Regions from separate parts of the Mus musculus genome. Here all the other regions are linked to region 1. A link is a contact called in public promoter capture Hi-C data. All regions are on one chromosome and are shown on one strand. The core of a region is the stretch at or near the end of the contact, and the rest is flanking DNA. Distances in the headings are between cores, read along the strand shown. Region 1 holds the start of Arhgap33 (Rho GTPase activating protein 33). Region 2 holds the start of Ercc1 (excision repair cross-complementing rodent repair deficiency, complementation group 1). Region 3 holds the start of Nr1h2 (nuclear receptor subfamily 1, group H, member 2). Region 4 holds the start of Scaf1 (SR-related CTD-associated factor 1). Region 5 holds the start of Vrk3 (vaccinia related kinase 3). Region 6 holds the start of Pnkp (polynucleotide kinase 3'- phosphatase).

Region 1 (3,469 bases), core at 68-2,567:
CTTATTCCCTCCCCCCACCCAGCACTTTCCATATTTCGCCATCCCAACTAGCTTTTCTCTCGGATGATACATATTTATATTTATTTTGTTCATTATCTTCCCCCATCAGCCTTTGATTTGGAGGTTTTAAATTTTTTTATTTAATGCATACAGGTATTTTGCCTGTGTATATGTTGGGGGTTCCATGTGTGCCTAGTGCCCACAGAGAGCATCTTCTGGACATCTTGGAGCTGTAGCTGGTGAACAGTCATGTGGGTGCTTGGAACAGGGAGTAGAAATCTGAGGACTCTGGAAGAGTAGTCAGTGCTAACTGCTGAGCCATCTCTCCAGTCCCTAATTTGGTTTGTTTGAGACAGATTTTCACTATGCAGCTCAAGCTGGCCTCAAATTCATGATTCTCCTGCACCCACTTTTCCAGTGCTGAGATTACAAACCGAAATCACCTAGTTCATACTAGCCTTTGAGCTTCCATATGGGTAAGGCTGTATTTTTTTTTTTTTTGATTATTGGTATATCCCCGAATTAAATAATCAAAGTCTTTAAAAGCCTGGACCGGGAGCGTGCTACCGAAACGAGAGGCCTGCTCAGGTCCAGATCAGTGAAAGCATCCTTCCGGAAAGGGTGTGGCTGCAATGCTTTCTAGGCACTTCTCTATCGTTTAAAAAAAGAAAAAAGACTGCACCTGGCTTTCTGAGAGGCATGAATGTCATAGCATTCCATACAGAAGCTTTTCCTAGAAAAAGATGTCAAAGGCTAGCCTCAAATAAGCGAATATAGGGAAACAAGGAAAGATGTCCAGTGAATAGGGGGAGGCCAAGTCGCACAGAGCCTAGGGTGGGGACACAGCGGGGTGTGCGAGATCAAAAAGCTTGTGGGCGGGGTCAGGATCAGGACTGACAGCGTGGGGACTGGAGGACCCGCATTTCGAAAAGGCTGCTTGTGGGGGATAGTCGTAGGCGAACCCAATGAAGCACGTCCGAGGAGCGACCGCGGGAGGAAAGGGCAGGCTGCTTAAGGAGAGAAGTGGCGGCAGCGGAGCATAAAGAATACAGGGTTTTATCTCAGGAGGGCCCTGACAGCCAATGCCAACCATCCATGGGCGTGGCGCTGTCAAACTTCGGGGGGTGGGACTGGAGAGACGGGGCGGGGATGGGGGCGGGAAGTAGAGCAGCACTCAAAGCCAATAAGCAGCCGCCTTGTGGGCGGGGCGTAGCCCTCAGGCCAAAACTGGAGCCAATGAGAAGGGCCTCCGCGTGCCCGCTGGCCCGCCCCTCATGGGGCGCGCGCCAGAGACCCCCCCGGCAGCCGTTAGGGGAGGAGCCTGCGACCGCCCGCGCGCGCCTCACGCCCTCCCCTTTGTGTCACCATGGCGGCGGAGGCGGCGGTGGCGAGGACTGCGAACGAGGGCTCGAAAGCCGCCGGGGTCTGAGGAGGCTACCGCGACCATGGTGGTGAGGGGCCCTCGGGGCCATCAGTCTGTGTGTCCGCGTGCCAGTCTGTCCGCGCGGCCCCGCCCTGCGCGCCCCGCCCCCGGCCCCGCCCGAGCCCGCGGCCTGCGCGCCGCCCCTCACCCTTCCTCGCGGTCCCCTACGGTCTCCACCTCGGTGCGGTCCTGGGTCGCGGCCCGGGCCTCGACCCCGCCCCCTCAGCGCACATTTCCTCCCTCCCCCTTCTGGGCCCTGAAAAAGGGGTGACAGTGGCGGAGGATCCGGACTTGAGAAAAGGGGGCTGGTTCAGGGAAGGACCCGCGCGCCCCATGAGGGCTTCCCCCCTGCAGGCGTCTGCCGAGGCTCCCTGGAAACCAGCCCCCACTCCAGCGCCCTCCTCAGCATCCTCATCCCCAGTCACCCTCCCGACCACCACCTCCTGCTCCCAACAGCCCCTTTCTCATTCCTGAGCCCCACCCCCATCTCACTCCATCCCCTGCCTGACCCTTTTCTTCTTCATTTTCATCCCACGCCACGCGCTCTCAATCCCTCCACCGACATCGATCTGAACCTTTATCGAAGTCTCTCCCGCCGCTTCCCGATCCTTACTCGAGGCCAACATCGCGCCTCCCGCCTCCGTTCCACTTGAGCCTTGGGGCTTCTCCATCTCCTTGTCTTCATCTCCCCTCCTCCATACTGCTCCCGCTCATTCATCCATTCATTCCCTCACTCCACAGACATTCACTGAGACCTCCTCTGTGCAGGCCCCATGCTCCAGGCACAGAAACAGTCAGATCCCATCCTGCCTTGGGGAGCTTCATGGGCTGGCAGGGGACAGACTCTGAGGGTGAGACCCAGGGATGAACTTGGGGTTGCAGGGACACGGAGGAGGGAAAAAGCCCAGTCTAGCAAATCCCCGAATCCCCATCTGGCAGCTGGTTATTTTATTCATCAGAGTTGCCCAGTCTATGCCGTGCAACTGGATTGGCACTGCGTGTCAGGGACCCAGAGAAGAATCATACATACAGTACTAACTCTGTGCTGATCTCTGTTGGGCATTGGCGGGGGTGGGGGTGAGGGTGTCAGCCTGGGGCCCTATTTCCAAAGGGAGAGATGAGTTCCTTGCAGGAAGCATCTCAGAGTGAGATGGATAAGCTCAGGTATAGTTGTGTAGTATGGGATGGAGAAAGCCCACAGGATGGGATGGAGACAATTGTCTGAAACAGCCTTAGATGGACAGAGAGGGCTTTCTGAAGGAACACACATGAGGAATGAGGAGGAGAGAACCTAGTGACGGTGTGCAAACCACATTCCAGTCTGAGGAATAGCCTTTGCAAAGGCATAGAAGGTAAATGAGAAGCTGGCACGTGTGTTCTGAAAAGTTCAGAGCTCTGAGAATTGGGGCAGCAGGGGAGAGACAGGACTGGAGTGGCAAACGGAACCCAGCTCAAGGAAGCTTGGCTCTCAGACCTGAGAAGTCCAACCTCATCTAGAATTCCTGAGAGTCACGGAAGCAGGAAAACCAATCACATTTGTACTTTGTGGAAAGCATCATGCCAGGAGGGGGAAAGATTGGGAACAGAAGACTGAGATGTGGACAGTGGCAAGTGACCGTACCCTTGCTGTATGGTTGCTACAGAAGGGTCTTAAACACGCACAGACAGGATCGGCATGCCCTCGCTCCTGTTGCCTGCTCACCCTTGGTCCCTGCACCTCCAGTCCTTCCTCCCAGACCACACAGGAAGAAACAGGCTGACTCCAGCCCAGCACTCATCTCCTGCTGACCTGCCCTTTTACCCCACGCTGCAGGACAGTGTGGAGAGCCTCCTGGCCCAAGGCCCAAGCTTGCAGATAACAATGCTCCTGTTGTTCCCGCTCCCATCTCTGGGGGCCTCTGATTCTCTCTCTGCTCTACAGGCCCGCAGCACTGACAGCCTGGATGGCCCAGGGGAGGGCTCAGTGCAGCCCGTACCCACTACTGGGGGGCCGGGTACAAAGGGGAAGCCTGGGAAGAGGTGAGAGGATGCCAGAGGGTTTAGCTG
Region 2 (3,833 bases), core at 633-3,132, about 11 Mb after region 1:
ACAAAAACTTCCATTTCTAGCCTTTGGTGGTGGCCGCACACCTTTGATCCTAGCACTTGGGAAGCAGAGAGAGGCAGAGCTCTGTGAGATCCAGAACAGCCAGGGCTACACAGAGAAATCAAAAAAACTTAGATAGATGGATAGATAGACAGACAAACAGCCAGTTTCCAACTCTTAAATGTCAAATCCAGAGCCAAGGAGACGGCTCAGGGGACAGTGGTGCCTGACACCTAAGCTTGAAGCCTGAAAGTTACCAGATGGAGGCAGAGAATTGACCTCCACACAAATGCCCTGGCAAGTACACCCCCAACCCACACTACATAAAGAAATGTAAAAACAAAGCAAAATAATAACAGAAAAAGGTCAGATCCAAATCCATAACTTGAAAACCCAGAATACTGCTTATACAAAACCCATAGCTGAGTTTAGTGTTGTGAAATGCACCTGGAAGTTCCTATCACTTGAGAGATGGAGACAGGAGGATTGCTGCAAGTTTTAGGTCATAGCAAGGCTCAAGAAAGAAAAAAAGAAAGAAAAGAAAAGAAAGAAGGAAGGGGGGGCAGGCAAGATGGCTCAGTGGGTAAAGGTACTTGCCAGCTTCGTGACCTCACTCAGTTCAGTCCTGAGGATCTACACAGTACAAGGATAAAATCAAGTCCCACGGGTTATCTTTTGCCCTTCACAGGAGCTTCACAGCACTCATCCATGTGTGTACAGACAGCACAAAGACATGTTTTAGAGGCCAGAGAGATGCCTTCTCAGTTAAGAGCACTGGCTGCTCTTCAAGAGGATCTGGATTCAATTCCAGGTCTAGGGGAGCCAATGACTTCTGGCCTCTGCAGGTCTACATGCATGTAGTGCACAGACATACAGGCATGCAAAACATCCACACAAAAAACAAAAGGATGTTCCATTGCTATAACCTCAGCACTTGGGAAGTGGAGATGGGAGGAACTGGATTTAAGGCCAACCCTAGCTACACATCAATTTCAAGGCTAGCCCAGGAAACATGTGACCCAATCGAAGACCCAAACTAAACAAACAAAAGCTATCACTGGCCATTGCCCAGCTGCCAGCCTCTCCCTTAACCACCCTGTCATGCCATTTTACCAACGGGCAAACCGAGGATTGCAGAGCATGGCAGGTTATTTTTCCAAAGCAACCCAAGCCTAAACTCACACCGTAGTCCCAGGGATCCTTTTAACTCCCAAGAGCCCCCAAGTCTTCGCTCTTACCCCTGCACAGGGCACCTCTTCTTCCTCCAGTGGGATAACAAACTTCCTCCTGGTGGGTGGTCCTGAGGGCTGTGGCCGACTTTCCTCGTCCTTCCCAGGGTCCATCTGGGGCCTGAAAGGCGTGGCGACATCGTCGTAGGCATTTCCATATTCCAGAGGGAAACTCTGGCTCACAGTGGTATCCCCACCCCATCCCACAAAAGGTTGCCCGGTTCGCTAGCGTTAGGTTCCAGAGGACCAACCAGTGGGCCCGCCCCTTTCCTCCTTCTCACTCCGGATTGGTCTACGGGTCTTATAGCCCCGCCTACCTGCTATTACTCCCGCACGACACTCGCTCAGAGGCAATTGGCCCCGCCCCCAGGGGCACACCTGGATGCTTTCGCCTCGCCCAGTCCCGGCCTAGTCTCAGCCTCCGCAATGATTGGCTTCTTCCGCTGCCAATCATCAATCCCCGGCCTCCATCCACCTCCACCCTGTCCCTCTCGGTCCTAGCTCTGCGTCTAAGCACTGCCAAAACTCACCTGGTCTTTCCCGATGCCTAGAAGGAAATACCACGGGGGGAAACAGAGGCGACACAACGCCAGCACAGCCAGCACAACTCCTGCTAGACTCACTTCCGGCCGCTCTGGCCCTTCGCTCGTCTCGCTGCTCCCCGGAGGAGTTAGAGCGGGGAACTCTATTCGCGCTGCTCTCTATGGTCCTGGAGGACCGCTGTGGTTTGGGGCGGATGGAAGCTTGTGCATCTTGGTACCTGGGAGACTTTGACTTCAAGTAGTTGTGTTCCAAGGCCCTCTTGAGCGCTTCCCAGACTCCAGATCCGGCTCAGTGATGATCAAAGGAGGTGGGGGAGGGAAAGGAGGAAAGGAGAGAGAGACAGAGACAAAGAGAGAGAGAGACAGAGAGAGAGAGAGAGAGAGAGAGAGGAGGGAGGTGAGATTTCAGAGGACGCCCTCCCTGTAAGCGTGGGTGGACTCAGCCCACAGACATTGACTCACTCATTCTAAGCCATTCCCCACTTGCATCCCAAGCAGGGACTGATACCGACAGCTGTGGCTTAAAGTCCAGTGGGACAGTCAGACAGGGACAACCCAGAGCGGGCAGGGTCGGGAAGGGAGAGCCCAGAGGACATTGAGCCCGTGTTAGGGGGCACCTGACCCAGCTGGGGTGTGAGGACGGGCTTCCTGAAGGAAGGGACACCTGTGTTCCGAGACCTGGGCCCCATGAATGACTTAGTATGACTCATTTCCTGGAAGGACAGTTTCACCCCGTTCCAACTTGTAGTTCTGTGATTGCTAAGGAAATAGTTTAATGGTCTTATATATTTTTTGTTCTTGCTCATTTCCTTTGCCTATTCCTTTTAACAAAGATTGGCTCATATCCTTTGCCCATTTTTTCGAAATGAGCAATTCAACGGTTTTTTAAATTAAAAAGGGGGAGGAAAAGGAGATGAGCATCTTTTGATTACCGCCCATTTGTTGGAGTGATGCTTAAGGGCTGATGCTGTTAGTCACTTCATTAGGCTGCAAATCTTTCCTTCGAGTTCATACTTTTAAAAATTCTCCATTTAAAATTTTGCATGCATTTACCAACGTATTCTCCATTTTCTTTTGGTCTTCGTGTATTGAGAGAGGGCACGCCCAAAGGTCATCATATGTAATCCCTCTATATCTTTTTTAATGTTTTCCTAGTTGTGAGGTGTGTGTGTGTGTGTGTGTGTGTGTGTGTGTGTACAAGCACATGCCTACGCTGTGAATTCTAGGCAGAGACACTACTATTGAGCCATGGCCCCAGGCCTTTGGAAGTGTGATACAAAACAGAACTATTAATAGTAGCCAGGCGAAATGGCTCACACATTTAATCCCAACACACGAGGCAGAGACAGGCGGATCTCGGTGAGTTCGAGGACAGCATGACCTACAGAGTGATTTCCAGGTCAGCCAGAGCTACAAAATAAGATCCTGACTCAAAACTAGTTAATTTATCAAATTTAATAGTAAGTAACCGTTGATCCTAGGAAGGAAAGGGGTTGAGCTGCCAAGGAATCAGAGTGCCGTGCATAAGCCTTGCCATTAGAGGGCGCGCCTGAACCGTGTGTTCTGTGAAGGAAGCGCTGACAGAGGCAAGTTCCCACTGAATGCCTTAGTTTCTCTACCTGGAATCATTTGCTGAGGTTAAAAGGGTGCAGTAAGACCGCAGTGAGTGGTGGCAACCACCAGCACGCATGTAAACCCAGCACCGAGAACGCTGAGGCAGGAGGACTGGAGCAAGTTCCAAACTAGCTTATGTCCTACTTAGTGACTTCCAGCCCAGCCTGTGCCACAAAGCAAGACCCTGAACAAAACAAACAAAAAAACCAAAACCTCTGGATGTATTGGTGTCAACCCTAACACTGGAGAAGCAGAAGCAGGCGATCTATGTGAGTTCAAGGGCAGCCTGATCTATACAGTGACTTCCATATCAGCCAGGGATACATAGGAAGACTCTCCCACTACCCCCTCCCCCATGAAAAAAGAACCAGGGACTGGAGAAATGGCTCAGAAGTTAAGAACACTGACTACTCTTGCTGAGGACTAGATTCACAGCATTCACAACCATCTG
Region 3 (3,518 bases), core at 940-3,439, about 14 Mb before region 1:
TATGGCAGAGGAGGTTTATTGTAGATATAGGGAAGAGACCATCCGGAGGCATTTGTAAGAGTCCAGACTGAACTGGGCCAACAGAATAAACCGGGCCATGGGGTCAGGGGTGAGAGAGGGAGGATGGGGGAACCAGGACACAAAGAGGACCAAGAGAGCTAAGGGACATGTAGCCAAAACAACTGGATTATGTGGGAATGAGAATCTTGGGGAAAAGGCTGAGGGTAGGGGTAACTATACACTAACAGGTATTGGTGATACTGAGAGGGACTGGCGCCGAGTCCACATATTAATATGCACCTCAGCTATCCGTCCAGGCTTTGGCTTTTGTTTGTTTGTTTTGAGACCTATCACTTATTTCTGAAAAAAAGCATGGGTTAGTGGCTGGGTCTCAGGACCAATTTTGTTGCATGACTGAGGTAACGTAGGCTCCAGCCTCAACTTTGTAAGAATTTGTTAGATTATCATAGCATGGCACTTTTAATCCCAGTACTCATGAGGCAGAGGCAGGAGGATCTATCTCTGACCTGGAAGCCAACCTGGTGTACATAGAGTTCTAGGACAGCTAGAATGGCGAGACCATGCTTTTAAAAGGGGGTGGGGGTTAAACCAGGTAGTGGTGGTATGCACTTCTAATCCTAGCACATGGGAGGCAGAGGCCTTGGCCAACTCTCTTAGGAGATGAAGGCCAGCCTGGTCTACAGAAGCAGTTCTAGGACAGCCATGGCTACACAAAGAAACCCTGCCTTGCAAAACAAACAAATCAACAAGAACAACAGTGGCCGGGCGGTGGTGGCGCACGCCTTTAATCCCAGCACTTGGGAGGCAGAGGCAGGCGGATTTCTGAGTCCGAGGCCAGCCTGGTCTACAAAGTGAGTTCCAGGACAGCCAGGACTATACAGAGAAACGCTGTCTCGAAAAAACCAAACCTAAACAAAACAAAACCAAAACAACAACAACAAAAAACAAAACAAAACAAAACCAAGAACAACAGCAACAAAAGTTAAGTAAAAGCAAGAATTTGTGCTTAATAAAGATTCCCAACTGTCCATAAGTGGGGAGTGCGGAGAAACAATCTCTGAATGTTTTCCATCTGAGATTCACACAAGTATTTCAATCTTTTGTGAAAAAGCTGGTATTATTACTTTTATGGGAGAGGGGTTGAGGCTACTTGTTTATTCACATTTAGCTGATGGCCAGGTCTCACTTCCTAGCTCAATTTGGCTTCCAACTAAAAGCAATCCTCTTGCCTTGCCTGGGTCTGTTTGCTTATTGCAGGCATGGGTCTGCACCCAATTTGCCTTTTTTATATTTACTTCTTCCTATTATGAAGCTGAATGCAAAAATAAATTCTTGTATAAAAAAGTTCCTGGGCTGGAGAGATGGCTCAGCAGTTAAGAGCACCAATTGCTTTTCTGAAGGTCCTGAGTTCAAATCCCAGCAACCACATTGTGGCTCACAACCATCCGTAATGAGATCTGATGCCCTCTTCTGGTGTGTCTAAAGACAGCTACAGTGTACTCACATATACATAAATAAATAAATCTTAAAAAAAAAAAAAAAAGTTCCCGAGGCGGGGACATCAAGAGAGTCCAAAGTGAACAAGATCCAGAATCAGGACATGTGAGGAGGAGGAGAAGGAGAAGGAGAGAGAGGCGAGCCAGGAGAGTAAAGGACCCAGTAACCAAATCGGCTGGATTATAAAGGGAAGGGCAGCCCAAGCCCTGAGCTGGAGAAGTTTAAGGTATGAAAAGCCTTTAAGCTTTTTAGGCTTAAAACCATCCTGTAACCATCTTGCCATCTCCAAATTTAAAATATTTAGAACCAACATACAGGGCTGGAAGAGGAGCTGCTACCGCAATAATGGGGAGGTAAAGGCAACAGGCTCAGAAGTTTAAGGCCACCCTTGAAATAAGAGATCCTGTCTCAAAATCAAGACAAAAATTTTTTTAAAAAGCAGCCATGCAGCACCGCTACAAAAGTAGAGAACTTTAAACTACTCAAAAAGGTTAAAACCTGCTTCGTTAGCCACCTGCGAAAAGAAACGAAAGAACTTTCCGGAACTTTTTTCTGAGTCCCAGAGGGGAACTACCAGAAGAAATAAACTTCCGGTGTGCCACTTCCGGCCGAGGCCTCACAGTCGGTGGCGCCCTGGCAGACCGGAAGTCTGTCACCTTTCCCGGTCCGCCTACTTCCGGAAGTGACGCGCAGCGGGGTTGCCGGAAGAAGTGGCGAAGTTACTTTTGCTTTTCGCTCAGCAAGCGCTGTTGCTTCGAGCTACTCCCAGGCTTCTGAAGTTACTTCCAAAGTGCTGTGGAGGCACAATCACCGGTGCGGACACAGAGGCAAGTGCGCCGGGCGGCCGGGCAGGTGGGACTGAGCCCGGTACGCGGATCGCCGTGGGTCCCGCTTAGCGCGCGCATCCTTCCCTCACTTTCCTCGCAGCTCTCGCCTCCCACGGCCGTTTCCAGGGCAACAGAGTCGGAGACCCCCTGCGACCCCCCTCCCGATCGCCGGTGCAGTCATGAGCCCCGCCTCCCCCTGGTGCACGGAGAGGGGCGGGGCCTGGAACAAGGTGGGCGTGACTCTACGGGGCGGGGCGTAGGGAAAGCCTATGGTTGGTGGGCGGGGGCGGGACACAGATGGGCAGAAGGCCTGCTGTAGATAGTCTGTGATTAAAGGCTTTTGATTCTTGGGGCGGGGCCTAGACCACTGTTGGGGGGGATTGGGAGGGGCAGAGGCATGGAGGGCGTGGCACAGTGAAGACCTATAATTGGCTTTGGGGGAATGAGAGGGGCGGAGCCTAGGAGGAACGGGGCGGAATTTGGGTTTCTGCTCCAGAGTGGGAAGGGGTGGGGCCAGGGACTTGATGGGATGGGTAGGGTCTGGGGTCTGTATTGGGGTGCGTTAAAGCCTTGAAGGAGCCTATGGTAGAAGGGTAATGGTTGCGCCCTGATGGGAGAGGCGGGGCAAAGTTAGGATCTCCCATGATAAGAGCACAGTTGGTGCTCACAGAAGAGGAATAGAGTTGTTGGGCTCTCTGAGGTCATGATTCGTAGAGAGGTGGAAGGAGCAGTGGGCCGGGTTGGGCATGTTAAAGTGTGTGATGTTTATTAGGAACTAGGGCTGGGAGTGGGGGCTCAATATAGAAGTTAAAAACACTGAGGTGTGGCACAGTCTTGTAATGGCAGCACTTGAGAGGCCGAGGCAGGAGTGCGGAAGATCCCAGGACAGCCTAGAGTAGTGTGTTCCAAGATTTTGGAGGTGGTTCAAGCTGTTCAGCCACATAGTTCGGGTAGCCTGAGCTGTATGAGATCATGTCTCAAGAGTCCGTGAGCACTGGAAGAAGAGACACCCCTATTATGCCCTGTAATTGGCTGGCTCCCCTATGTTCAGCAGGCTGCTTCGTGACCCACTATGTCTTCCCCCACAAGTTCTCTGGACACTCCCGTGCCTGGTGAGTGACGGGCTTTCCCTAGCCAGCCCCTTCCACAGTGTTGGAGAAGCTCACTGTCCTG
Region 4 (3,410 bases), core at 218-2,717, about 14 Mb before region 1:
AATAAACCCCATCTTTGGGCGAAAAAGTTTTCTTCGGGGCGGGGATATGCAAATTAAATGTTGCGGTAGTTATTATCTAAGGACCACTGTTTCTGGTAGGTGTGGCTTGGGGCTCCTTCTCAGGGCCGTATATAGGGAGATCTTAGGACAGCACAGGTCTCAAAATTAATCTCCGCCTCCTCCCTGGGATTGTCGCCAAGTTCTCTGCCCCAGCTTCGTTCTAGAGGCTGGCGTCTCGGCCTGTCTATGGACTTAGGCTTCCGGTTCCCGCTGTCCCAGCCAAACGGAAGATAGACTGGGAGGGGAGCTGGGGCCCTGGAGGGGGACAGCAGGGTAACTGGGCAGGACGGGCTGTGAGATCACCACATTCCTAATCCATGAGCCAGTTCATCCTAGTCGGGAAGTCCGGGTCTAGAAGGGCCGACAGCCAGGATTTCTGGGCTTTGGAAGGATGCGGTTGATAGCTCAGACACTGGTTCCTACGAGAGTATTGAGTTAGAGACTTAGATTTCTCCGGTCCGACTCCGGTCCAGGGGGTCGGGAGGGGCTCCTTACTACTACTGGGAAAGCTGGGAGTCTGGACTCATGGGGCCAAAGGATGGAGAGTCTGGGGACCCAGAATTCTGAGTTCGAGGGCATGAGTGCTCCGGGAGGGTTGTGGAAGAATTTAGCACTTACATTTATGTAAGATATGGTATTGACGTCCTGAAAGGGAAGAGGATTGAAATTCCAGAGTCCCAAGGAAGAGGGAAATGAGTCTTCACTCATCTGCTCTGAACCAGAAGACTCAGAGTTTGGATTTTCCTGTCCTGAGTAAAGGAGCTCTGGTTTGACTCCTGAGTTCTGAATTTAATGGAGATTATTTTAAGTTAAAGCCTATTCTGGACATCTTAGAATGAACTTATCTCAAAACAAACAAACGAAAAGAGGACTATAGATATAGTTTAGTGATAACATAGAACGTTTGTCTACCATGTATGAGCATTTAAATTCAATCTCTAGTTCCCCCCCCCCAATAAATAATTTTAGAAGCTGGGCATGATAACTGACGAGTCCCAGCACTGGGGAAACAGAAGCAGAAAGACAGCAGCAAGTTCCAAGCCCGTCTGAGATACATAAGACAGCGTCTCAAAAAAATCTTCTTAGGATTTATAGGAGAAAAAAATTAGAAGGGTTTCATATTCAGAAAGGACGACCATGGGCGGGGTAGCGTCCATCTTAATTGAACTACAATTCCCATGGATCTCAACAACGGAGCGCCTTTTTTACATCACTTCCTGATCCGCCGCCTTTTTCCCCGCGCACGCAGGACACTGAGGGGGGTCGTACCGCGCGCTCCAGCAGCCCCGCCCACTTCACCTCTCACCCCGTACACTGTCCCCCGCGTGACGGAGTCTTCACACGGACTACATCTCCCGGCATCCAGCGCGCGCACTCCACCTCCATGTGACGCATTGATTTCTGGGAAACGGAGTCGCCTCCGGTGCTGCCGGCCTTTCGGAAACCCAGCTGGGTACTTGAAATCCCGGCAAGCGCCGCGGCAATTTGGTTCCGCCCTTCCCCAGCTCAAATCGCGAGCCCCGCCCCATTCCGCCCCGCCCCGCGCCGGGACCGGAGCCGCAGCCCGAGCGGCGGGGTAAGATGGCGGCGGCGGTCCGGGCCGCGGGGCTCGGGCCTATCGGGGTGGGCGGGGCGGAGTCGGGTCGCTAGTCGTCTCCGAGTGTCGCCCGTATGCCACGGGGCCTGGAGAGCGTAGCGTGGCACCTTCGGACCCGGCTGCAGCGGCCAAGGCAGTCTCTGAGTAGGGGGCCTTCTTAGGGCCCCGGACGCGCCCGTGGGTGCCAGAGGGCTTTCGTATGGCCTGGACCGCGACTAGGCCGGCCCTCCTTCCCATTGCTGAGCCTGGACACGTCTGCAGGCGCCGTAGATGGTTTTTATGTGCGACCGTAGGCTAGGGTCTGTTGAGAGGCTTTTGGGGCCATCTTGAGATCTTCACTCCCCCAGGAGTTAAGGGGGTCTGCAGAGTCACCTAGTTCACTGGGGTGTATTTGTTAGGGCTGGGAAGTCTCTCCTCATGCTGGCCTCTGCATTCGGCTCATCTACATGGATCTGGGACCATTTATGAGGCCTGGAAGCTCTCTTCAAGGACTAGGAAGTGTTAAGGTCCACCTGGAAGAAAGAGATGTACTCCCACCTAGGGAGAGGGAAGCAAGCTTTGTGATGTGCCCAGAGGCATAAATGAGTCGCTAAGGTCTGGGAAGTGTTTTATGTGGGGGTGACTCGGAGATAGGGGTGGGTGGGGTAGGGTGGGGTAGTTTGAAGGAACTAGAATCGTCCAATGATTGCAAGAATACAGTCTATGTCTTGGAGGAAATTCAAGTGCTTTTGAAGAGTAGATAAATGTGTAGAGAATAATAACAGAAAACGCTGGGAATTTTATCCAGCTCAAATGTACTTGCCTTTCAGAAAGTAATTAAAAAGAAAATGGTTTCAAACAAAAAAGAACCTGTGTTGTCCCCATGCTGAGGAGTTAGAATCATTCCTGAGGGTCTGTAGAGCTGTCTGGGATCATCTAGTGCAGTGCTCTGCAACTTGACCTTGATAGGAAGGGAAAAAATGCATTATTCGATGAGATTAAGTGCATGCCAACATATGTATTTTACTAATATTACTCCAGTCCTGCAAACTCATGGTTCCATTTGAAACTTGGAAAGTATTTTCCATTATGTTTTATGTACTTTGTGTAATGAGCTGTTTGTGAATCACTAAATTGCTCCCAGAGCCCTGTAATTGAGGGATCACCGATCTCACATGGTCTGCAGAGCCTTACAAGGTCTATGGTTTTGGGGATCTCCAAATCTGCAGCCAGGATCTCTTGGTACAATTTCTTTTCTGTGACAGTCAGTGCTTTGGATAAGATGTGTATCAGACTGTGAGAGAGCATCCTCAGAGCTGGGAATTATTGCTATACAGGGTAGGAAAGTCTTGAATGTTAGCTTAGAGAAGCTTGGATATGGTAGGGGGGCCATCAGTAAGGTATGCCTGAGGGAATCAGGAAGAAGCTGAAGGTTTGGAGAGCTGGAGCTGGGGGGGGTTGTGGAGGCCAAGGTATAGTTTCAGAGTAGGACTGAGACCAGGGCTGAGGCCAAAAGGCGAAACCTGGTCGAAGGGCTACTGATAGAATTATTGCTAATGTGTATCCAGCCATTTATATGTGGAAACCAGTGTGAGAGATACTACTATTTTGCCATTTTCAGATAAGCGCTAGTGTGGTTTAGGGAGCCTAGGGCTTTTAGGAATTCCAAGATTAGGTGTTTTCAGAGTAGCAGGTTTGACAGCTGTGGGGAGGTTTACAGCTGTGATGTTCATGTTTTCTGAAGCCTCAATCAAGACATCCACCAGTCTGAAGG
Region 5 (3,608 bases), core at 857-3,356, about 14 Mb before region 1:
TTCACCAGGTAGCCTCTATCTCTTCAGCCTATCACAGCCTAGGCTGTCATCTCCCCCTCTTTACTGCAGTCACATCCTAACTACAATGACCATCAGCCTCTACACCTTGTCACTGTGGTTTGTTAACCAAACAGAGGTCACAATGATCCAGTTATAGTCAGTTCCGAGGGTAGGCTGGAGGTCTCGGGGATTTAGAATGCACTGTTCTTCCAGAGGACCCAGATTCAGTCTCCAGCACCCCAGTCTGATGGGTGGCTCACATCACCTGTAACTTCAGCTCCAGGGGATCTGACACCCTCTTCTGGCACTTGCAAATTCATGCCATATACACAAACAGAGCCCATGACGAGTGCCACGCCATCTCTGATGATGGTAAACAGCCACAGCCCTGTGGGTGAGCCGTCAGCAAATGAGCTCGGGCAGGTAAGCGTGGGCTGAATTGCAATGTAAATTGCAAGCAGAGAAAGCCTCTCTCATTTTCTAAGACATTCTAGATGCAAACATGTAGATAAGATACCATAGGAAAAAATATTATACAATTGACTGCAATTTCTGTCTGGCACCTCAACCAACGTTAGAATGTAAACTAGTTGTGCAGAATTTAAAAACATCCATCTTTATGATCTTTAATTTTGAGTATGTGTGTGTTTGCATGTGGGTATGTGTAAAAGGTCTTTGCTACTTTGTGAGTTCTTTTTCCTGCCTTTATTCTCCCCTTCCCATTTCACCCCCTATCCCTAGGTAGGAGAGAAAGAAGGACAGAGGGAGAGAGATCAAGAACTCTGAATCTAATTTCTTCTTTGAGCACAACTACTAACAAACTGCAATACCCCCCCCATCCCCCACCCCCACCAAACAACTCTCACGGTACCCAGTTGAGGCCCTAGTATTTACAGACTCTCTGAGAAGTTCCCAGAATTCCAAACGTCACACAGTTGTAGAAACTATGTGCAGCTGGCAAAATCATGAGCTGCTGGAGCAGGAGGCAAAGCTTAGTCAGCTGCGGAGAAGCAGCCCCATAGCCCCACTCCTGGGATTGAAACAAAAACATATTCTTATATTTCTGTGTTTTTTTTAAAGAAATGAAAATTCCAGAATTTTCACTACAGTTATGTGCATATGAACCCGTGTGAAGGCCAATCCCTAATTCCCTAGAACTAGGGTTACAGGCAGTCATGAACTGGGAACCAACTTGAGTCCTCCGGAAGACAGTAAGCACTCAAATATTGAACCAACTCTCCAGTCCTTAGGCAGGGCTGGATTCTTTTTTTAAAGACAGTGTTTCATGTAGCTTAGGCCGACCTTGAACTTTTGATCCCCCAGCATTTGAAACTTACCCAAGCGTACATCCAGCTTTAATTAAACTGAGGTGCCCATTACTATGTAGTCCATCCTGGGCTGTCCTGGAATTCACTATTCTCAAAAATCCTCCTGACTCAGCCTCCCAAGTGCTAGAACATTGCTGAGTTTAGAGCTACTCCTAGGGGAGGTGGCAGTTCGGGTATATAATACAATAAGTGTCTGTTGCACAGATCCTTGCATACAGTAAGTGCTCGGATCTTGAGTGTTGAGGTCTCCTGTCTAAGGCTGCACATTCAGTTCCGACTACTGATACTCAAGTCGGCTTTTATTATGCACCCATTTGTTTAGTTCATTTATCCTACGTATGACCATCAGCTTGCTACCATCTATGCTCCTGTTGCAGGAACGCAGCACAGCAGAGTACCAAAGGCTAAATTCCACAGGTGTGGGACTAACACTTCCCTAAGTAGCAGAGACTGGACCGGGCCCCACAATCCCAAAGAAACCAGTGACGAGGTACCCGTGGAGGCGGAGGCGGAGTGTCTGACATTCCTCACAGGCTCCGCCCAACACCTTCCCAGCAAAACAGAGGAAGTGGGTGCTCCCCCCACTCCCGCCCCCGAACCCCAGCCTTGGTCGGCCTCCGCCTTCCTCAGGCAGTGACGTCACAGGCTGCCGGGCGAGCGGCTCCTCATCACTGTACTTGTGAAAAAGCCGTGGGCGCCGGGGTTTCTCACGGCCCGGACTCTCACTCCGATCCGGAGCAGAAACTTGGACTCACCTTTACAGTTGCCCCGCAGAAACTTCCGGGGAGGGAGGGTGAAGGAGGGGCTGCGCGCGCATCCCCCACCGGCCGTGCGACAGCAGCGAGCAGACGCGGCCTATTTCCTCTAATACAGGGCATCCGGACAAGCTGTGCCCTGCTGGAAACTCCATTTCCCAGAAGCCTGAGCGACACGCCTGATTAGTCCATCCCCCTAATTGCTCACCGTTATTCGGCCTTCTCTGGGGCGGGCTTTTCCTTCTACTGCGCATGTCTGACGTCAATCTTGATGAAATACGTGACAGCCACCAATCAAAGGTCCTGTTGTCATTTTTAAACTCTCCTTGCTTCTGTGCTCTCTCTGTAATCTCAGTTTTGCCTTCAAACTGTATCTATGGCAACCCGCTGTCACCTCCAAATGGAATTTTCGGGGTGTAGAAGGTGAAAGTAGTCCTATAACAGGGTAGTGGGCCATCCAACCTTGGTGTCACTTAGCCATGAATCTGTTTCCTCTCTACTTCCTAGAGGGCTCAGTGGGTGGAGACCACAGGTGGTGGGTCCTGGAATTTGGCGCGGAGTTACCTGGGTGGGATAAATTTGAGGAGAAGTTTCTGGAACCGGAACTTCCTCGGAGGAATTTCCCCCTGTACTCTGAGGGAGCCCTCCTCATGAGGAGTTGGGTTTTCTTGGGATCCTGGAAAGCATATGTTCTTTGGGTTGCCAGCCATGCTGAGGTACGGAGACACGGAGCCATGCCGAGGTACGGAGACTAAGCCCAGGCGCCCATGGCCTTAGTCCTCTGTGGCCGGGGTGGGAGGCCCTGACAGAATGCTGAACCCTTGAGTGCTCACAGCCGGGCGTAGGCCCGGCTCTTAAGCGGGGGTTTCCTCTCGCGACCAATACCTACAATAATGGCCCAGAGACATCTATTGCTTCAGTTTCGGGGTATCAAACCCCCTCTTGGGCTTCTAAAGGCACTTAGGTGTACACACATAGCACTTTGAAGCAGTCATAAACAAATTTAAAAGGAAAGATTATTTGTATCTATTATTTGAGCATCTCAAATATATACTGTTATGTTCTATTTAAAAAGCCAGGGAAGCCAGGGATATGTTTGGTAGGGCGAGGTATGGTGCTGGGGAAGGGGGTGCCTCTGCGGGCCCATGCTGAGGCATCCCTTCCCCTTGAGGTACCAACCACAGTGGGTATAGTGTAGAATAGAGTTTATTTAGGGCATGGGGAGGGGAGTTGAGAGGTAGTAGAGACAGAGAAAGGTAGGGAGAGGGAGTAGAGGCCGGCCATGAACACGTGTAGAGAGAGGGGAATAGGGCAAGAAGGGACAGAGAAGGAAGAGAGTGTGGGGACTGAGGGGCAAGCAGCCCCTTTTATAGTGAGTCAGGCATACCTGGCTTTTGCCAGGTAACTGTGGAGTGGAGTGTAGAAGAAATGCTAACATTCCTTTGTTTTGGTTTAATTTTAAAAAAGGAAAAATTAGAAAGAGGCAACGGTGAAGCAAAAAATAGGGTCATCATGATCTTTAGCT
Region 6 (3,888 bases), core at 515-3,014, about 14 Mb before region 1:
CTGTACCCTGTACCTCAGTGGTGGCGGCACCACTGGGGTCTCAGTCTTCTCTGCACAGAACAGTTGAGGCTCAGGAACTTTGATAAGACTAGCTCAGGGCTGCACAGGAAACTTTACATTAACTGGCTAGCCTGGGTGGCAGCAGGGGTGGCGGCCTCACCTTGCCCTGGGGCTTCACCCCAGACGCTGTGAACACCAGTAACTTCTTTAAGCTCTCCCAGCCAAGAGAGGATTTCCGAACTCGCTTTTTCTGAGGCTCAGTATCCTCTCCCTCCTCCGGATCCCCAGGAGTGTCTGGTGGAGCATCTGGCTGGGATCCTGATGTGCTGAGCTCTTCCCAACGCAGGGTCAGGGGATATAGGCCATTAACCAGATAAAGGACATCCCCCAAGCTTAGAGAGCCAGACAGTCCTGGCTTCAACTCCTGGACCCCAACAGTTGACGGGTTAACACCCAGCTGCAGACAAAGGAGGAGCTAGGGTTGGCACCACCCCGCCCCACCAAATCCAATACCTTAGCTCCCAATCAATTTTTAATCTTCCCACCTATTCACTTCGTGTGGCCAGTCAGAACTTTGAAAGGTTAGTGGCTTCTAGTCTGGCACGGTGTTAAAGCGGAAAGCTGACCAGCCTTCTGAAGGGTTGTCATCTACCCGGCCCCTCTCCCAAGTCCTTGCTACCCGCTGCCAAGACACTGGTACCTGTTTCACTGCCACTGTCCGGCTTTCAGGGTCTGCAATCAGCTCCACTGAGGGTAAGGGGGTGGAGTCAGGGTTTACATCACGTACAGGGGCGTGGCCAACTACAGTCTACTACTAGGACTTAAGTAAGAGAGGCACTTTCTCCCTAGGACTTAAGTAAGAGAGGCACTTTCTCCCTTCCTTCCTCAATCCCCCAACACAGGTAGCCCAGGATAGCCTTGAACTCGCTACATACTAGCGGCTGGGCTTGAACTGATTCTCATGCCTCTACCACCCAATTCTCTGGATGACAGGGGTGTCTGCCCCCCCCCCCCCCCCCCGAGCCAGTTTATTCCTCAATAATAACAGGTACTTCGGAGTCCCTAGGATTGCTAGAGACACGGACTTGTCCAGAACAGGTATTTTTTTTATCTGTAGGGTCTGCTTTGTCCCATGAGATACATGGGGTAGACCGAGGTCTTGGGCATGGCTTGATGCATCACCGCCTGATGTAGCCTGCCCAGCGACCGTCTCTCTGTTGTCCTTCTCCCCTCCGGTGACAATCTCCCAGATCCTCTCTGTCCCTCCCATAATGCCTCGTCTTGCTTCTGGCTAGGCATAGGCTCCCCTGCTTCCTTCCAATCCCACTCTGCAGCAGTTCCATTCCCGTGCCCACCTTGGTTTCGGGAGCACTTCCGGTCCGTCACTTGGGTCAGGGGTCCCCGACCGAGGACCAGGGCTTGGCCATCCGACGGCAGGAATATAGGGGGCGGCCCACCGGTGGGGCTCTGCAGCCACAGGCGGCCCCGGGATCCAAGCTGTGACATCCTCGGATGCTGTGAAGGGGAACAGAATCACAGTGGAGCTTGCTCAGCAGCCGGCAACCCACCCGCCACCGGAAGTTCTGCTTTCCCAATGCGAGCCACACCGGAAATTCCGCCCCTTGCCCATGGGCGGGTTCGACGTTTCCCAAGCTACCACAACGGTTCCAATGCGCAGTGAGGATTGCATATAGGTAGAGTCACTTCTGAATTCATTCCAAAGCTCATCTATGCTATGGGAAAGACTGTTCGAAAATTTGGCTCCTCCCACGGCGCATGCGCAGTCCTGACTCGCTTGAGGCGCTCTGAGCCAGAGCGGATAGGGGTCACTCGCATCCATAGTCACTTGATCCCTACGCTAGAGTTACTTGTTTTTGTTTTGATTTTCTTGTATGTATGTATGTATGTATGTATGTATGTATGTATGTTTTAGTGAGACAGGTTCTCAGGATGTAGCCTTGTTAAAATTCTTTCCTAGGCATGGTGGCACATGAGTTTAATATTAATCCTAGTACTTGGGAGGCAGAGGCAGGCAGAGCCCAGCCTGGTCTACATAGTAAGATTCTGCCCCCACCGCAAAAATAAAATAAAGAGGAAGTTGCTCTCCTGGGGAAGACCTAAAAAATGCCTACCCTTCTCCAAAGGCCTGAAGTATATATAACCTGAAATATGATTCCACCACAGAGCATTCTGGGGAAGCCGACTATATTGGGCTTGCAGAGCATAGGTGGTGGTGGTTGTGTTGCTACCTGCAAAAAAACACACGGGGCAGTTTTCATCTAGCAGAAATGAAGCCTCATTTCATACTGCACAGACAGAGCCCTTCCCTTCCCTTCCCCCTCACCAGTATCCTCTAGCCCCTCCCCAAACCACAGGCAACTAGGGCAAAATTGCATATAGTTGCTTGTGAGGAACAGCTGGGTACTAAGGTCAGGGTCCCATGACCTTGCCTCCCCTTCTATGAGCGAAATCAAAAAGTCCGGCTGCAGTTATCTTTCAGCCCAGACAAGTTTTTTTTTTTTTTTTTTTTTTGGCGTGTATGTTAATCCACCATACACCCAAACTGGGCTCAAATTTCGGGATCTGTCTGTCTTCCAAATATTAGTATTAAAATAGAGCTCTACAGACAGGTTGGCAGCGCACGTCTTTCATTCTAAAACTGGGGAAGTGGAGGCAGAGGCAGGCAGATCTCAGTTTAGTGACAGCTTGGTCTTCAGAAGGGCTCCAGGACAACCAGGGCTACACAGAGAAACCCTATCTTGAAAAACACGCTCTAAAAGCTGGGGGGGGGGAGAGGAAGGAAGAAAATGCCATCACACTTGGCCATTGATGGGTTGTTTTACTTTTTGATACCAGGGGATTCACCTGCTCCTGTCTCCCAAGTGCTAGAATTAGAGGTGTGCGCCACTGCTCACGGTTTTTTTTGTTCTTTGAGGCATGGTCTCAAAAAGTCTAGACTGACGTGAACACCTGTGCCTCCTTAAACCCATCTCCCTGCTGATGGAATGACAGATGTGCGCCTTCATCATTCCTCTGCGTAGCAGCGGAAACAAACCAGCTTGTCCTTAGCATTTGAAGCGCATAGCATCACTATACACTCTTCCTTTGCTTCTATGATGCCGGTCCCTTTGCAATAAAGTGGGAAAATCGCTTCTAATTCTGGGACAAATACGCTAAAGCTCGGTATGATGGGGCAGATTGGAAATCCCAGCACAAAAACTGAAGAGAAAGGCTGGGCTACAAAGTGAAATCATCCCAAAAAGCAAAGTAACAAAAGGGAGGCAATCCATATTAATATTAATAGTGTGAAGGTGACAGTCCTCTAGCCCCTCTAGCCCCCTTTCTCATCTTTGGATGTTGGGAAATGGAGATTCCCTGGTTTGCCTTTCTACCGCTCCCACAGTTACGCCCCCAAGACTGGGTGTCGAACCCTGAACTTCATTTAATTGTCATGAACGCTTCATAGCATCACACTCACACACAACACGAACTCACTAGTCAGAGGTAAAACTTTAATCTCAGAGCGCCCCTCCCTACCCCCATCCCACTCTCCCGCACCCAAGTCTAGGGCCGGAAAGTGAGGCCCCCCTGGCCCCCCCACCTTGGGTGGGAGAGGGCCTTTTAAGGCACCTGTTAGGGTCGGGGGACAGGAAGCTGGTACTGTCCTGGGTACAGGACAAGTTTTGATGGACAGGCTGTCGTGCGGTGGAACCTATAGGGAGCGTCAGACCAGAGAGGGACCCAGACTGTCCCCTGGGGAACCGGGATACAATTGTCAGGACTCAGGCAAAGAAAACAACAAAAACAAAAACAATTGATTAACAGCCCTAGTAGTGTAAGAAATTAAAGGCCTCGGGCCAATTCTGGGTTAGGGAGGGCTTGGCCACA

The links. Promoter capture Hi-C pulls out the DNA fragments that hold promoters and counts their contacts.
Region 2: a contact with region 1 is called in a promoter capture Hi-C map of pre-B cells. The contact joins the promoter of Ercc1 here to the promoter of Arhgap33 in region 1. A contact is called at or near these places in 3 of 39 promoter capture datasets (cranial neural crest, maxillary cranial neural crest and pre-B cells).
Region 3: a contact with region 1 is called in a promoter capture Hi-C map of second pharyngeal arch cranial neural crest. The contact joins the promoter of Nr1h2 here to the promoter of Arhgap33 in region 1. A contact is called at or near these places in 4 of 39 promoter capture datasets (cranial neural crest, frontonasal cranial neural crest, maxillary cranial neural crest and 1 more).
Region 4: a contact with region 1 is called in a promoter capture Hi-C map of pre-B cells. The contact joins the promoter of Scaf1 here to the promoter of Arhgap33 in region 1. A contact is called at or near these places in 3 of 39 promoter capture datasets (cranial neural crest, pre-B cells and second pharyngeal arch cranial neural crest).
Region 5: a promoter capture Hi-C map of second pharyngeal arch cranial neural crest shows a contact between it and region 1. The contact joins the promoter of Vrk3 here to the promoter of Arhgap33 in region 1. A contact is called at or near these places in 3 of 39 promoter capture datasets (cranial neural crest, frontonasal cranial neural crest and second pharyngeal arch cranial neural crest).
Region 6: a promoter capture Hi-C map of pre-B cells shows a contact between it and region 1. The contact joins the promoter of Pnkp here to the promoter of Arhgap33 in region 1. A contact is called at or near these places in 3 of 39 promoter capture datasets (cranial neural crest, frontonasal cranial neural crest and pre-B cells).

What each region holds. Positions count from the first base shown.
Region 1 is chr7:30,532,908-30,536,376 of GRCm38.p6, reverse strand. Arhgap33 (Rho GTPase activating protein 33) reads left to right here and starts at 1,317. Exons shown (of 22, transcript NM_178252.3): 1 at 1,317-1,451; 2 at 2,165-2,274; 3 at 3,345-3,442. The coding sequence starts at 2,197.
Region 2 is chr7:19,343,120-19,346,952 of GRCm38.p6, reverse strand. Ercc1 (excision repair cross-complementing rodent repair deficiency, complementation group 1) reads right to left here and starts at 1,882. Exons shown (of 10, transcript NM_007948.2): 1 at 1,757-1,882; 2 at 1,236-1,347. The coding sequence starts at 1,340.
Region 3 is chr7:44,552,636-44,556,153 of GRCm38.p6, reverse strand. Nr1h2 (nuclear receptor subfamily 1, group H, member 2) reads left to right here and starts at 2,189. Exons shown (of 10, transcript NM_001285517.1): 1 at 2,189-2,345; 2 at 2,446-2,575; 3 at 3,400-3,457. The coding sequence starts at 3,418.
Region 4 is chr7:45,014,306-45,017,715 of GRCm38.p6, reverse strand. Scaf1 (SR-related CTD-associated factor 1) reads left to right here and starts at 1,467. Exons shown (of 11, transcript NM_001008422.1): 1 at 1,467-1,636.
Region 5 is chr7:44,747,127-44,750,734 of GRCm38.p6, reverse strand. It overlaps Vrk3 (vaccinia related kinase 3), which reads right to left and starts at 2,106. Exons shown (of 15, transcript NM_133945.1): 1 at 2,084-2,106. Zfp473 (zinc finger protein 473) reads left to right here and starts at 2,386. Exons shown (of 5, transcript NM_001289836.1): 1 at 2,386-2,825.
Region 6 is chr7:44,855,022-44,858,909 of GRCm38.p6, reverse strand. It overlaps Pnkp (polynucleotide kinase 3'- phosphatase), which reads right to left and starts at 1,764. Exons shown (of 16, transcript NM_021549.3): 1 at 1,356-1,764; 2 at 701-747; 3 at 161-457. The coding sequence starts at 1,506. It overlaps Akt1s1 (AKT1 substrate 1 (proline-rich)), which reads right to left. Exons shown (of 5, transcript NM_026270.4): 5 at 3,489-3,888.